2 separate regions of the Hordeum vulgare genome follow, and region 2 is linked to region 1. A link is a contact called in public Hi-C data. All regions are on one chromosome and are shown on one strand. Each heading gives the region's core, a stretch centred on a gene start, on an enhancer-like site or on the middle of the called end of the contact. The rest is flanking DNA. Distances are from core to core; before and after follow the strand shown. Region 1 holds the start of LOC123449053 (mitochondrial substrate carrier family protein V-like). Region 2 holds the start of LOC123449055.

The links. Hi-C and Micro-C count contacts between places; a contact is called where the count stands out from the background.
Region 2: a Hi-C map of leaf shows a contact between it and region 1, with 3 times the contacts expected there. The contact joins the promoter of LOC123449055 here to the promoter of LOC123449053 in region 1. A contact is called at or near these places in 4 of 6 Hi-C or Micro-C datasets (leaf and seedling) and 1 of 1 datasets of contacts at active chromatin or transcription factors (embryo).

What each region holds. Positions count from the first base shown.
Region 1 is chr4H:482,687,222-482,690,800 of MorexV3_pseudomolecules_assembly, reverse strand. LOC123449053 (mitochondrial substrate carrier family protein V-like) reads left to right here and starts at 1,935. Exons shown (of 7, transcript XM_045126131.1): 1 at 1,935-2,344; 2 at 2,817-2,993; 3 at 3,082-3,228. The coding sequence starts at 2,123.
Region 2 is chr4H:483,035,553-483,039,131 of MorexV3_pseudomolecules_assembly, reverse strand. It overlaps LOC123449055, which reads left to right and starts at 1,965. Exons shown (of 3, transcript XM_045126134.1): 1 at 1,965-2,462; 2 at 2,551-2,916. The coding sequence starts at 2,148.

The sequences.
Region 1 (3,579 bases), core at 686-3,185:
GGAACTCACGCAACGACCTGCCACCGACGGCACGATGCGGGCCAAGGGCGGCGAGCACTGCGGGGGGAGAGGCGAGGCACATCGCATGCGACCGGATCCGGCGGCGGCTGGCCGGATATGGCCTCGGGGCACGGGGCCGGCAGCGAAGGTGCCCGGTGGCGGGGAGAGGCGGCGCTAGGGGTGCGGGAGGCAGGCGGCCTGGAGAGGATGCGGGAGCAGAGGAGCTCGGGACTCCTCCCTTTGCCCTGTGGACGCCGGACGTGTCCGGTTTGACCACGAAAATGTCCGGTAGGTGGGAAAACTGGCGAATCTGGGTTTGTGGATGGAAATCCAATGGTCCAGATCTGACTTGGGGTGAGATTTCGGGGGAGAGAGGAGATGGGGCTAGCAGGTGGTTTTTTTAGGGTGGGTGGGTGCAAAAATGACTAGGGGAAACCCTAGTGAAGTGAGAGGGGTCTCTCCATGGGGTGGTTCTTATATAGGGTTGGTCTCTGGTGGGGTGGACCTCGTCCGCCCGATCGGGATCCGACGACCACGAATGGAGGAAGTGGCTAGATGTGTTTGATGGGCTGTGTAGAGTAGGTTAGCCGGAGATGAGAGGGAAAATGGGCACCCGACAACTAATTTAAAACATCGATAAAACGTCCGACGATAGACCGAATACGGTGCCGCTACGGTTGATCGTTCGGGTACCAGACGGACTCCGATTGCGACGAAATTTGACAGGCGGCCTAGCTACAACTAATTAAGACCGCACGTCATGTTTAACCCAATCAGAGAAAGTTTTATACACAATTTTAAAAACAGGTTTTGACGATGCCGCGGGCGCGTGCGAGTGTGATCGGGCTAAGAACAGGCAACAACGAATACGAAGAGAACCGACAACTAATAACAGATGCAAGTTTTGAAAACTAGCGGCAACGGGATGCCGATGCAATGCAGATGTTGCGAATGATGCGATGATGATGTGACAGATAAAATAAATCACACGACGAAAAGGGAATAAAAGGAAAATCTTCTTGAACATCGGCGTCGGACTGTCACACTCTCTGTGCTATATATATGTAACACACATGTACATGATGATTTAGTGAAGGAAATCAATCTCTATCTCTAAGAAGGCTGTAGCGATTTCGTTAAATTTAAAATAATGTGTTGATTCAGTTTTTTGGAATGCTCATAGAACGTAATTATATGCGTTTATAAAAATAAGTATATGCTCATGTACAACAATTTTAATTGTATTCTGTTCAATGCTTTTTCATAAACAAAAAATATAAAACACGGAATATTCATGGTTACCAGTAAAAAATATATATTCATGTTTTTTATTTAACATATATTGATATAATTATTCAATGCCCCAAAAAGAGATATTTATTTCATTAAAAAGGACATTATCATCATCATCCTAAGACTGCCCGTAACGGGAATATCATAGATAGTATCATGCATGCCAACTAAGCAATTTCGATGAGATGACATAGAATTAAATGAAGAAAGGGAGGGTTGAGTATCATATTAAATGATGTTTTACTATGTGTCTTGCATGACAATAAATAACTTACACTATAGTACTAACATATGATACTATGCATTACGGATGTGGTATCGTACACAGTATTATACTCCCTCCGTTCCTAAATATAAGTCTTTCTAAGAGTTTCACTAATGGACTACATACTGATGTATATAGACATATTTTAGAATATAGATTCACTCATTTTGCTCCGTATATAGACACCTAGTGAAATATCTTAAAAGACTTATATTTAGGTACGGAGGGAGTATGATACTACCCATTACAACCAGCCAAAAAAAGATCTTATCAACCAGATGCTAAGTATATACCGTTACTGGTGGGAGCGTCTCTTTCTCTCCAAGTCGGTCTCGGCTTTCACCACGCCGCTCCCTCCCCTGCGTCTTTATTCGCGCCCGCCGACCCACGCCGGAAACGGAAAATTAAAAAAACACCCCCAAACCCTAAAGCCCTGCGCCCACAGTCCGCCCCAAACTCTAGGGTTTAGTGACGACCGCCTTCTCTTCGCGCGATCCGGTCACCCGCGTTAGTGTCCACGCCCCAGAGGCGGCGGTGGGCTGGCGACGAGGGAGGGGGCGGCGGATGCAGACGGAGGCGAGCGTGGGGATGGCCGCCGCGACCGTGGACGGCGCCGCCGCCGTCGCCGCGCGGAGGTACTCGACGCAACAGCCGCAGCCGCAGCCGCAGCAGCACCACAACCAGCCCAAGCTTGGGACGACGCTCCACCTCCTCGCCGGCGGCGTCGCCGGCGCCGTCAGCAAGACCTGCACTGCGCCGCTCGCCCGCCTCACCATCCTATTTCAGGTGCGCCTCTTATCCAGAGTGCCCAATCGTCCTTACCCCAGAGTGCCCGTATCAATTTTTTTTCACCAGATTGCTCTAGCCTCTAGTGCTAACTGTTGGCCTGTATATTAGTATAAGCAACCGAGTGACATCTTTTACTTAATTGAGCTTCTTGGGAATGACTCTGCTTTGGGATACCGGAGAAATGGGAATTTTGATGCATTTTTGGACCAATTCTAGCACTAAGGCAAAAGAAAAAACAAACTGTAAAGACAAACCAAATCCTAATGCACATATATATATATATGACTTGTGCTGCGGTACGATGGCGTGTATGCACGGCACACTCCATGCCGTACACCTCAGCCGGATGTTATCATGACCTTGTGTGCACATGGACGTGGCTCCGGACAGTGCTGAACCCCGTTTGCGCTCATGCCAGAGTTAGTGATAGTATGCTTGCCATTGAGATTTGTATCATTTCTATGCGCAGGTACAAGGAATGCACTCAGATGTGGCTACCATGCGCAACACTAGTATATGGCGTGAAGCGTCGCGCATTGTCTATGAAGAAGGGCTACGAGCCTTCTGGAAAGGAAATCTTGTAACTATTGCACATCGGTTACCTTACTCCTCAATTAGTTTCTATACTTATGAGAGATATAAGAATGTAAGTACAAGTGTTTTTGTATAAAATTCACATGCAATTCTTTGTCACTTATGATATGTGCTTAATTTGATTAATGTTGAGTGTGCAGTGGCTTCAGATGATACCTGGTCTCGACAACAGTGGTGGATTAGGTGCCGATGTTGGTGTCAGAATGGTAGGCGGTGGCTTGTCTGGGATAACTGCAGCTTCTTTGACATATCCACTGGACTTGGTACGGACACGTCTGGCTGCTCAGGTAAGCTGCTATCACTAACTGTAGAAATTCAAAGAAACTGTTTTGAAATTTTCACTCGAAACATGAAATGCATGTGATCAAATTAATATCTGTTTGGAGAAGACTACAGTTCCAATAACATGGTTGATGATTCTCATTTTTTATTGGAGAGAAGTAACACTTTGGTCACCTCTTGTCATGCCCTGCAAAAATTATTAGTAAACAAACTGTTTGATGTTAGCGTTCTTGACATACTGCTGGATGAGGACAGATAACTGCCAGCAATAAAACCTGGTGATGCCCATGCCAAACGCTAACATACACATCCTGCATATTCTTCCCCCTCCCCCCTCATCTTCCCTTTTATTGCCT
Region 2 (3,579 bases), core at 716-3,215, 350 kb before region 1:
CTAATTGATTACAAGTTGAGTTATGGGCTGCTCACCGGATTCAGAAAGCAGCAGTGTCAGGTTGTTGGGGGTATCCCGTCCCTATAGGCTATAGCAGCAGCAACCGATGCCACCAGCAAACCGGGCTCCTCACCAGCCGCGAAAGTGGCCGCCGGCGGCATCGCATCAAAATTCACAACGCCGGCACGTCATTAGCTAGGCCAGAGCAAACGTGGCCCGGCACTCACTCCGATCCGCTGCGTGCGTGCGTGCGTGCGTGCGTACGTAAGATCCAACAATTACTCTACTTATTACTTTGGGGTAATCATATGCATGCTTATCGCCGGTCTGCCTTGCACATCCCTTATCCGCCACACCACGTAGGAGTAGAGTAGTAGACGTGCGATCGTCTAGATCGTGCTGATCATTGGTGTGTTCCGTGACAATGATTGTGATGATCCGGCGATCCGATTAGAAAAAGATACGATGCGAGGCGTGCGGCGGGATCAAAATCGAATCGCACGTTCCGTAAAGGATGAGAGAAATGCTGATTGATCCGTGGATCTTCCCCTGTCTGTCGAGCCGGCCGGGCGGGCGGAGCCTGGCACCTGGCGCGGAGTGGTGCTGGCCATGGCCGCTGGCGTTGGCAGCAGCAGCAGCAACCTGGTTGGCACGTCGGGAGGACGGAGGAGGAAGAGACAAGATCTCCAGCCCACACGAATGCCAATACAATACCATAAACCCGATACTAGTATAGTAATGGCAGCACGCATGGGCGGCCAGGCCAGGAGAGGACGGGGACGACGCAAGCGCACAGCCACAGCGCAATGAAACACACGTTCCGCCGTGAATGGCTCGCGCGGCCGGCCGGCCCAGCCCAACCACCGGGATGCGAGCGAAGGCCTGTTTCCCGGTGGAAACTGCGTCCAATCGTCCTTGGGATTCAGGCCACGCGCGGCACAATCAGGCGCGGATCATTGCGGCAAACCCACCCACCGGGGCCCCCCCATCCCCTCCGAGACGATTGGGGCGCAGGCGCGAGCGTCAACAGTGTCCTATCGTGCTTTTCCAAGCCGGTACTGGTCACGTACTCACGTAGGCAAGGCTACCAGTTATGGAAAGGGACTCGGGGCAGCCTGATTGCGCCGCGGTCCTACTACGTACGTCGCAGTGGGTGAGTGAAATCGTTCGGGAAGGAAGGAACATCCATCTCGTGTGCAGCTCGGAGGTCAGCTCACGGTGCGCGCGACGGCGAAGGGCCGGGGTCGGGAACAAGAAACCGTTGTTGATTGCTTGCTCGCTCGCTTGCTTGCTTTGCTTGTGTCGTCCTCAATCCTGGGCGTTGAATGATGTGATACGTAGCCTCAGGTTGAGCTACGCCCGCTTCAGCTTCACCGGCGTCGACTCGGAAGAGTAGTGCGTACGCAAGCTTCCGTGTCGGACTGCATTGCCAAGGATGGATGGATGGATACTTTCTTTCTTGGTGACTGTTCCAGGTTCAGTCGGTTCCCGAACCAGTGTTTATGCTCCTGATGGCTATACGCACATGCAGGAACGTTTCCTTTCCTTTCCGCCCTAGTTGGCGAGTAAACACGTACCAGTAGGCAGGTCGTAGTAGGCCGAATTTGGTTTCGGAACAAGAATGGATTCAAACCGGAAAGTCCACGGAAAATCACATGCACTCCGCCAATAAACCCTAAATGTGTGGTTTTGTTGCGCGTGCGTGGGAACGCTATAGTACTACTGCAGAAAAGGCGGTTGAAAGTTGAAACTGGAGAAGGGAAATGTGTAATTTTGTTGACGCGCTGACGCGCCGGGAAAATCTAGAAAAAGAAAATGATAAACAAGAGATAGGGCAGAGCGTGCGTGCGGCCACGACCAAACTCCGGGAAAAGATAACGGGAAAGGTGCAAATCCCGGGGCCCAGCTGCCAGACCCATGAGAAACCGGTACAAGACCACCGAGACCAGGACGAGAGGGGAGGCGCAATCACCCCAACAAAAAGGAGGGACCTGCTTCGCTCTCCCTCCCAAACAAACATACGCACACGCGCACACACACTTGGGCATCGCATCGCATCGCATCCACGGAGCGTCGTCCGGGTCCAAGCAGAGGAGGCGGAGGAGATTGAGCTGTGGGAGAGCGCCTGTGTGCCACCCGCGCGCCCCATGAGGAAATTGTGCCCCAACCTGGAGCGCGACGACGCGCTGGACACGGTGCTGGAGGTGCCCATCCCGGAGGAGATGTTCTCCGGCGGCGGCGGCGGCTCCCGCGGCTCCAGGTTCGGCTGCACCAGCGTCAAGGCGTGGATGCGCTCGCACGCCGCCGACCGCTCCGGCGCCGGCGAGCCCTGCTCCATGAGCCGCGGCGAGCTCCAGCTCATGCTCGGCGTCATCGGCGCGCCGCTCATCCCGCTCCCCGTCAGCCACGCCAAGCAGTCGCCCTCCTCCGTGCTCTGCGAGCAGCTCAAGGCCGACCCCATTGTACGTCCAGCTCCAACCATCCACCCATCGCTTAATTTCTTGCTTCTTCTGGCCGCTCATCGTTCGTGTCATGTGGCTGAATCGGCAGGAATCGTCGTCGGCCAAGTACATAGTGCAGCAGTACATCGCGGCGTCCGGCGGGGAGTGGGCTCTGAACAAAGTGACGAGCATGTACGCGATGGGCAAGGTGCGGATGACGGCGGCCGAGCTCAACAGCAGCGACGCCGACGGCAATGGCCGCGGCGGCGGGAGGAAAGGCGGCAGCAAGGGCGGCGGCGAGATCGGCGGGTTCGTGCTGTGGCAGAAGAAGCCGGAGCTGTGGTGCCTGGAGCTGGTGGTGTCCGGCTGCAAGATCAGCGCCGGCAGCGACGGCAAGGTGGCCTGGCGGCAGACGCCGTGGCACCAGTCCCACGCCTCCCGTGGCCCGCCGCGCCCGCTCCGCAGATCGCTGCAGGTGCGTATCGTATCGTACCAGCACACCTACACGTTACCGTTTTCTCTTGACGCCCTGTACCGTAGACCTGTTTTCCGGTACAAACCCCGTACGCGTACCGTATCGTCTAGCATGCGTGGCCTCGTACGTAGCATGCTACTGAACGCAATGAACTCACGCATCATATAGCTGAGCTAGGGCAGTAATTAAGCTTGACGCAACAGCGAGACGATCTCACTAAGATTTTGATTTGATGACAGAAGAAAAAAGCAACAAGTAGACAGCTTACGCCTGGACTGCTGATACGAGCCTGACGTTGCTAGTTGGTCGGACGTAGGGGGCGATCCCATTGTTGTCATCGATCAATGGCTCGTAATTAGTAGTAGTCGCCTAGTTGGTATTGCCGTATATGCCAACATCGACATGAACTTTATATCTGAAAAGAAAAACATGGGTACGAACTTAGACGCTTTCTACGCAAAAGAAAAAATGATGGATGCCCAGATTCTTACGAGCGGGCAGGGTAATATCTAGTCAATTGCGGATCCACCATTGAGGCGAGCTGGGACGGCCGTCCCGGCTCTCCAACGACTTAGAAAGGTATTTTCCGTCCCTAGCGACCTTCGACACAACACAACGAAGCTCCATCATCATTCACCGCCCTAACAGACCTTAATTTCTAGC